2 separate regions of the Sus scrofa genome follow, and region 1 is linked to region 2. A link is a contact called in public promoter capture Hi-C data. All regions are on one chromosome and are shown on one strand. Each heading gives the region's core, a stretch centred on a gene start, on an enhancer-like site or on the middle of the called end of the contact. The rest is flanking DNA. Distances are from core to core; before and after follow the strand shown.

Evidence for each region. Promoter capture Hi-C pulls out the DNA fragments that hold promoters and counts their contacts.
Region 1: a promoter capture Hi-C map of fetal skeletal muscle shows a contact between it and region 2, with 7 times the contacts expected there. The contact joins the promoter of VTA1 here to the promoter of ADAT2 in region 2. A contact is called at or near these places in 1 of 5 promoter capture datasets (fetal skeletal muscle) and 1 of 2 datasets of contacts at active chromatin or transcription factors (alveolar macrophages).

The regions. Positions count from the first base shown.
Region 1 is chr1:22,922,567-22,926,486 of Sscrofa11.1, forward strand. VTA1 (vacuolar protein sorting-associated protein VTA1 homolog) reads right to left here and starts at 1,295. Exons shown (of 8, transcript XM_021087275.1): 1 at 1,101-1,295. The coding sequence starts at 1,212.
Region 2 is chr1:21,799,463-21,803,697 of Sscrofa11.1, forward strand. It overlaps ADAT2 (tRNA-specific adenosine deaminase 2), which reads left to right and starts at 2,103. Exons shown (of 6, transcript XM_001924236.5): 1 at 2,103-2,402. The coding sequence starts at 2,307. PEX3 (peroxisomal biogenesis factor 3) reads right to left here and starts at 2,153. Exons shown (of 12, transcript NM_001244185.1): 1 at 1,841-2,153. The coding sequence starts at 1,913.

The DNA of each region.
Region 1 (3,920 bases), core at 45-2,544, 1.1 Mb after region 2:
CAAAAGATACATACATACATACATACATAAGAACCTGAATCATGAAGAGTTCTCCAAGTGGAGAAAAAAGGCAGACAACCCAAGAAAGGGAAGAGAGCAGAGGTTTGAAAGGGCCTTGCATATTTGAGAAATCAAAGCGGGAGACACCTGGCGTATGGCAACGATAACAGTGGACAGTATTTTAGCTAATCTTATAATGTCCACAACAGAGGACACATTATATTGAGCTTCTCAAAGCTAAAAGTCCTTTTCAGAAACTTTATAGTTGTTTGGTCACTTGTTTTATATGCAATTAAGTTAGACTATGTAATATAAAATAAAGTTTACTGGACCTACTATCTTCACTGCAAAGGAAAAAGTATGAACAAACTTAATCTGTGTGTTTCATCAACTGTAGATTATGTGTATTACAGTCAACCAAAGTGAGAATACTGCTACCAAACGTCTCAGCCCCAGGTATTATTCAAAGAAGTTAAAACCAAAGATCCTCATTAGTGGGAAAGAGTAGTCTGGATGCAAAAGGAGGAATGGTCTAACCCAAGTGCTTGTTTTGTAGCAGCTACTCTTCATTATGAATTTGTGAATGGACTTGCATGTTGTCACAATTAATCTGCACTTATTACTATGTTCTCAATCAATTCATCTCCCTTTTGTCCACATCACTACTGTCTTTAGGACACTTACCTATGTTTTAACCCCAACTCAATTACTTAACTACTCAGATTAATTCCAGGATATTCAGGGTATTTTCAGGAAACCCTGGTGGGGGCTGGAGGCTCTCGGACGTCCATACAGAAAGAAAACCTTAAGAGCTCATGAGCCTATGTGATCAGTTTAAAAATATTTAAGCACAAGACTGGAGAGCTGGTGGCCACCGCCGTGCTTTTGAAGTTTTGCCTTTCTGGGGCTTGCGGGGTTCCAGAGAGAATGTGGGGATCCCTGAGGAGGGCGGGGCCCTAGGGATTCCCACAGAAGGTCAGAGGGTCAGAGGTCAAAGCTAGGTCTAAAGCCAGGGGGGCGGGGCCTTGACTTAAGAACCAAGAGGCAGTTTTGTGGGCCCGGGAGGGTAATGAGGGCCGCGGCGACACGGACAGACTCACAGTAATATGCCACCACAGGGTCCCGCTTGTCATGCTCCTGAGCCGTCCTCAGATGATGCTGAATGCTCTTAAACTGCGGAGGCAGCGGGGGCAGCGGAGCAAGCGCGGCCATCTCCACCCCAAGAACCACCACTTCCTACTCGCGCGCCGCCGACACTTCCGCTTCCGTCTTCGGAGGGCGCGCGCAAGCACGGGCACAGCAAGTCCCGCCCATTTCCCTGTTGCTCAGCAACAGCAGGTCAATTACGGGTTCCCAACAGGGACAGCCTCCGCTTGTCTGGCTCGTAGCAGTTTAGTGCCCCGAGGAGGCTGAGCAGCTTCGCGGTTAAGCTGCTTATGGCACCAGCGCTCTCTGCTGGCTGCTGGCAGAAGGGAAAAGAGATTGTTTTATTTTCTTTGTTTCCACCCTCGACCCCCCTTTTGTGTCAGAAGATAGAAAGGGAAAAACAAAAAGAAAATAATGATTGTTAATTGGCAGAAAGGGTAAAGGCGTGAATTGCCTTTGGCATCATTCAGGAATTTTCTCTTCCAGTTCCTCAGGTTGTACTAATAGAGTCCCTAGAAGCCTTTCCAATTTTAGAAACTTTAAATGCAATTCTTGCGTAAGATGAGAGATGATGTGTTTAAAATGTTGAATTACACTTTTTTGTGTTGACACATTGGATAAAATAACCAGCCGCTTTTTTAACTTAAATACTAAACACGTTAAGCTTAAAAAAAAATTGAACTTTTTTTTTCTGAGCTGGTTACCACAAACACTAGTGAATGAATAATTTGTAGGTCGGTAGTTTCTGGAGAGTGATGAACTATTTGCAAAGTCTTTTGACAGTTATTATCTTGTGATTGCACAGATAAGGCGTTCAAATAATAATTCTTGTTCAATGCTGCCGACTCGTACTTTGTAGGTAGGCATCAACTTTTCCCATCACTGTTACCATCAGTGACATCAATTATTTTTCTCTCCTCTCCATCCTATAATTTTTCAGGACTTTACTCTTTATTTACCTCCTCCAATACCCTTCATCTTTATTTATTTTATCTCAGTCCCCAGTTTTGAGAGTTCATCTTAAAACTAATTTTCATGGAAATTGCACCATCTCAAAGAAACAAGATCTCAAGCTCTGAAATTTCCATCTGCCTATTCTCTAATCCACACTCCACCCATCCTATCCCACCCGTGACCTCAGCAGAACCTGCTCCTTGTCCTGTATAACCTCCAGTCCACATCTTTTGTCTATCCATGTTTGCAGACTACATCATCTTATCAGGAGGCTGCCTTTTTTCTTTTTTTTGCAATGAACTGAATTCTGTATTCTCCCCAATTTCAGCAACACATTCATTACCACTTGAGAACGTGTGTACTGTGGACTGAATATTTGTGTCTCCCCAAAATTTGTGTGTTGAAACTGAATGCCAAAGGTGGGGCCCTTGGCATATGGTTAGGTCGTGCACACAGAGCCTTCATGAATGAGATGAATGCCCATATAAAAGGGACCCCACAAGCTAGACTGTCCCTCCACCATTTGCAGATACAGGGAGAAATCAGCAGTCTGCAGCGTGGAGGAGGGTCCCACCAGAACCTGACTGTGCTGGCACCCAAATCTTCACCTTCCAGCTTTCAGAGCTGTGAGGAACAGGTTTCTATAGTTCATAAGCTGCCCAGTCCGTGGTATTTTGTTGTAGCAGACCGAACAGACAAAAATAGTATTTCTTTCTCCTTCTCTATTCCTACTATCCAGTCGGAAGTTGCTGAGTTGGTAGAGAAATTAATGAAGCAAAGCAGAATGGCATAACCATAAATGTCATTTCTCTGTCCTTATGACTTCTCATTTATTATTTTCCTATTCTTGATTCTCAACTATGGTTGTCCTTAAAGTTCACCCCAGAAATTTTTTAAAAGCTCCTATCTAGGGAGTTCCCGTTGTAGCTCAGTGGTTAACCAATCTGACTAGGAACCATGAGGTTGCCGGTTTGATCCCTGGCCTTGCTCAGTGGTTTAAGGATCCCGCGTTGCTGTGAGCTGTGGTGTAGGCTGGTGGCTACAGTTCCAATTAGGCCCCTAGCCTGGGAACCTCTAAATGCCACGGGTGCGCCCTAAAAAAAACAAAAAGACAAAACAAACAAACAAAAAAACCTCCTGTCTAGGTCCTATTCCCCACCCCTGCCCCCGGGGCATTCAGATTTAATTGCTCTGGGTTGGATCCTAAATATCAGTATTTTTTTTTTAAGTGTTCAGGAAATATTAATGGCACATCCAAGGTTGAGGGCCAATGCTCTAGTGAATCACCAGTACAGGGCTAATGTTTCTTCCCTACTCTCTTCCAGTCAGATCCTCCAGCCTGATTGCCTTGGTCAGAAAATGCACTTCCTGCTGTTGAAATTAAGTTCAGCCAATATGAATTGTTTAACCTACCCCCTGCCACAACAAAGTAAGAGTAATTAGGTAACACTTTCCCCAACATCTACTATGTATCAGGCATGTTTCTAGCGACTTTACATCAGCTCATTTAATCTTGACCATAACCCTGTGAAGAAGATATTATCATTTTCATTATTTTACAGATGAGAAAAATAAAATAGAATTTATGTAAACTATACCAGGTCACAGCCAGTAAGTATGAGTTTGACCTTAAAATCTAGGTACTTTGGTTTCAGAGCCTGTGAACCTACGGCTGCTACTTGACTTTAATGCCACTCTAGACCAATATATCTTTGTATTTTATATTTTCTCAATTTCATCATCTTTTGTCTGAAAATCAAATGTTCCTCTTCCTAGTGAAAGCTGTACCTTCCTATTATTCTCCTGATCTCTCCCTCCAG
Region 2 (4,235 bases), core at 853-3,352:
GTGATATCTTACCTAGTTTGCAAGTCTGCCAAAATGTGCCACTTCTTCCATTAAGTTTTCCTGATTTTTCCAACTATACATGTTATCTGCCAGTTTGATATATACAGCATTTTCTAGCTCATGTTGTTTTGTATTTTAATTTATATACTTGTTGCTATGGTTTGAATATTCGTATCTCCCCCAAATTCATATGTTGAAATCCTAACACCCCATACAATGGTATTTGGAGGTGGGCGTTTTGGGAAAGTGCTTAGGGCACGAGGATGGAGCCCTCATGAATGGGATTAGCATTTCTTATTAAAGAGGCTTCCCAGAGATCCCTAGCCTCTTCTGTACATGTGGGGATGCAACAAGAAGTCTGCAATCTAGAAGCAAACCCTCACCTTACTGTGATAGCTCCCTCCCTGATCTTAAACTCGCAGCCTCCAGAACTGTGAGAAATAAATGTCTGTTGTTTATAAGCCAGATCATAAGGCTGTTTTGTTACAGCCCCCTGAATGAACTAAATCGCTTGTTTTCATTCCTATTAGATCATAAAGACCATGAAGACAGAGTGGTATAGTGCAGAAAAAGAAGGTGCTTCAGGATCTAAATCACCTGGGTTTGAGTTCTAGCTTCTATGCTACTAACTCTGCGACCCCAAGAAAGTTTTTAAAATTCCTAGGACTCTGGCTCCCTCTTTTTTTTTTTTTTTTTTTTTTTTGGTCTTTTTGCCATTTCTTGGGCCACTCCCGCGGCATATGGAGGTTCCCAGGCTAGGGGTCTAATCGGAGCTGTAGTCTCCGGCCTACGCCAGAGCCACAGCAATGCTGGATCCGAGTCGCGTCTGCAACCTACACCACAGCCCACGGCAACGCCGGATCCTTCACCCACTGAGCAAGGCCAGGGAGCAAACCCACAACCCCATGGTTCCCAGTCGGATTCGTTAACCACTGCGCCACGACAGGAACTCCATCCCTCATTTTTGAATGGGGGTAACAATAACTATCCTGTCATCATCCCACTGAATAGAAGGGCTTTGTATAGGGTCCATTGGACATCCCCAAACTTTTATTCTTCCTTCAAATCCTTACATATTATGACTGTCTTATGAGGAAAAGGGCTGCCAAGATTGTCTGTTTCTACATCTCCTCTCAGCTTGTGAAACTCAATTATATCAGCTAGGTGGGAGCTAATCCCAGTCTGGAAGATCCTGAGGAACACTGCGCAATATCCTGCAAGCACTTTCTTATTGCATAATTTACTGCACACTTTGTATTCTAAAATAGCAGAAACGGCCAAGATATCGATTTGCGTTTCTTTGTTTAGTATATACCTTCCAGTCCTTCAGGACAATTGTGCTGTTTTTGAAAGTTCTAATTAACTTTAAACAACACTCGGACTGCAGGCTTTAGTTAACTCCCCTGGAATATTATGAAACTTCTGCAATGGGCCAATGCCAAACAAAGTATTAGGAGTGCCAAAGAGAAGTGAAAAATCTCACAGGAAAACAAAAGAAGAGAATTCAAAACAAAACATGTATCTACAAGAGAAAGGTGCCTTGAAGAGGAAAGAAAAAAAAGAAAGAAAAGAAAGAAAAAGAATGTGGTGGGTTCTTCCAAGGTCAGTGGTCAGTGTGCAAAAGGGGAGAAACATAGTAATGGGCAGTGTCAGGGCAAAGGGCACAAATTTCACAACCGCAAAGATGTCCAGAACCTTGGGGGTCTGTCAATCACTCCGTTCCCCATCCATGCTTGAACGAATCCTGCACCATGGTTCCCTCCCCTCTATTTTAGAAGACAGACACCTCTCTCCCAAACCCCTTCTCCCAATGCCCCTTTCCAAGAATGCTGTCACCCACCTCCGAGGACCGTCCCCAGGAAGATGCATTTCTTTTTGTGACGTTTCAGAAAATTCCACGTAGATCTCAGCATCTTCAGGCCCCGGGGCTGCGGGCTGCCTGGAAGGTAGGGGGGATGGCTCCCCAAGAAACCGTTTCTTCGTCACCTGGCCCGGAAGACCCGGCTGGACCGCCGTCGTCCCGCTCAGCGTTCTCCAGAAATCACAAACGCGACTTTCCGCAGGGGCTGTCACCGGAGCGGGAAGGGGGCGTGGACTAGAGCTGAGCAGCTGCGCTTTCCGATGCAGCCGGCGCGCCGCCGCCGCCGCTCACTGGTCCGGGGCGCCAAGGTCCGTCCAGAATTCGCTCCCGAGTGTCCCATCGTTCGACTCCCCCGGAAACGGCAGCCCGCACCCGCCGCGTTCCGTTACCAGCGTTCCTCCACTGCGGCGGCCTCTGGCGCTGCGCGCAGCGGCCCGCGTGCAGAATGGAGGCCAAGGGGGAGTCCACGCCGGCCGCCGACGGCGAATGCTCGGTGTCCGCGGAGGAGACCGAAAAGTGGATGGAGCAGGCGATGCAAATGGTGAGGGGAGTGGAGTGGCGGATGTATAGGATGGGAACTTTTCTCCCGCTTATCCAACTGGAGCATTTGTGTCAGGATACGGAAGGTCCCAAGGGTGCTTCCTAGCTAGTCGCTGTAGTCTCGATGGCACTCACATTCTCTGGGTAACAGCTGGCTGTGTTGTTATGAAATTTTCTTTAGCCCATTTTCACAGTGGATCTGAGGAAAGGAAGAGAGGAATACAGAAATTATTTCTTTTTTCACCCGCTGGAATTATGCTTCAGACTTAATCCCTGATCTTCGGGGGCTGCTGCACGTGCGTGCTGCGTCCCCTTCTTTCCTGTGGACACACTCGCAAATCCGCGAAATCACATTATTTTGTGTTTATGACCCCTTGAACCTATCTACTAGAAGGTAGAAAGCTGAGGATGTTTCTGGTAGAGAGCACGATGAAAACAAGCCCCTGTACAGAGCCTCCCATTTATTCATTCATCCATCCATCCATCCATCCTCCCGACCTCTGTTCTTTTTTACTTCTTTCCTTCGCTCCCCTTAGGGCTCCTGGTTAAGGGAGGGCTCCAATCAGATCTGTGTGTAATTCAAGCTTTACCCAGCGAACTCTTTAGTAGGGATAAAAGTGTGTTTGACATATATCTATAAGTACATAGATCGTGCCCACACATATACACGCATATATATTCTTTGACACTTGTTTCTCATAGTTTTTTGAAAGTGACTCACAGTAAAAAAAAAAAATCTGTTTTGTATCACAACCCAGTAAACACACACATAGCCATAATTGAAGCAAAAGTTTCACAGACCAGAGCTTAGCAGTCCCATGTACAATTTTTCTGGTATTTCTTTTTTGTTTCATTTTGAAAAAAATGTTGGCCACGACCTACTGATTTGATTTCATGACCCGTTCTTTAAACCTACATCCACATTTATTTCCTCCATTAAACTAACAGGATACATATCTTTCTATCTGCTACTGTAATGAATGATCACATATGCCTTTAAAAAATCGACTTGTAATTGTATGAATTTATACGGCCTGAACTTCTTTTATGTTACCAAATTCTCCAAGTTGGAGACAAAGAGTTTTCATGTGGTATCAAAATGTCACTTTCCTTCATTTCAATAATGTCGTATGCTAAGTAGTTTTCTTTCTTTCTCTCTCTTTTTTTTTTTTTGTCTTTTTGTTGTTGTTGTTGTTGCTATTTCTTGGGCCGCTCCCGGGGCATATGGAGGTTCCCAGGCTAGGGGTTGAATCGGAGCTGTAGCCACCGGCCTACGCCAGAGCCACAGCAACGCAGGATCCGAGCCGCGTCTGCAACCTACACCACAGCTCACGGCAACGCCAGATCGTTAACCCACTGAGCAAGGGCAGGGACCGAACCCGCAACCTCATGGTTCCTAGTCGGATTCGTTAACCACTGCGCCACGACGGGAACTCTTTTTTTTTTTTTGACTTTTAGGGCCGCACTTGGGGCATATGAAGGTTCCCAGGCTAGAGGTCCAATCAGAGCTACAGCTGCCAGTCTACGCCAGAGCCACAGCGATGCAGGATCCAAGCCATGTCTGCGACCTATACCACAGCTTATGGCAATGCCAGATCTTTAACCTACTGAGCAAGGCCAGGGATTAAACCCATAACCTCATTGTTCCTAGTCGGATATGTTTCCAAATTCCTTTCTGCTGCAACACGATGGGAACTCCTGGCAGCGTCTTAATAAGTAGTGAGGATGATAATGAATGCACGTGAAGGCTAAACTATCTTAGATTAAGCTGCATTTATATCTTCCTATGGGTGAGAGATCTGGAGGGCTGTGGATACTGGAATGGGAAGTTAGA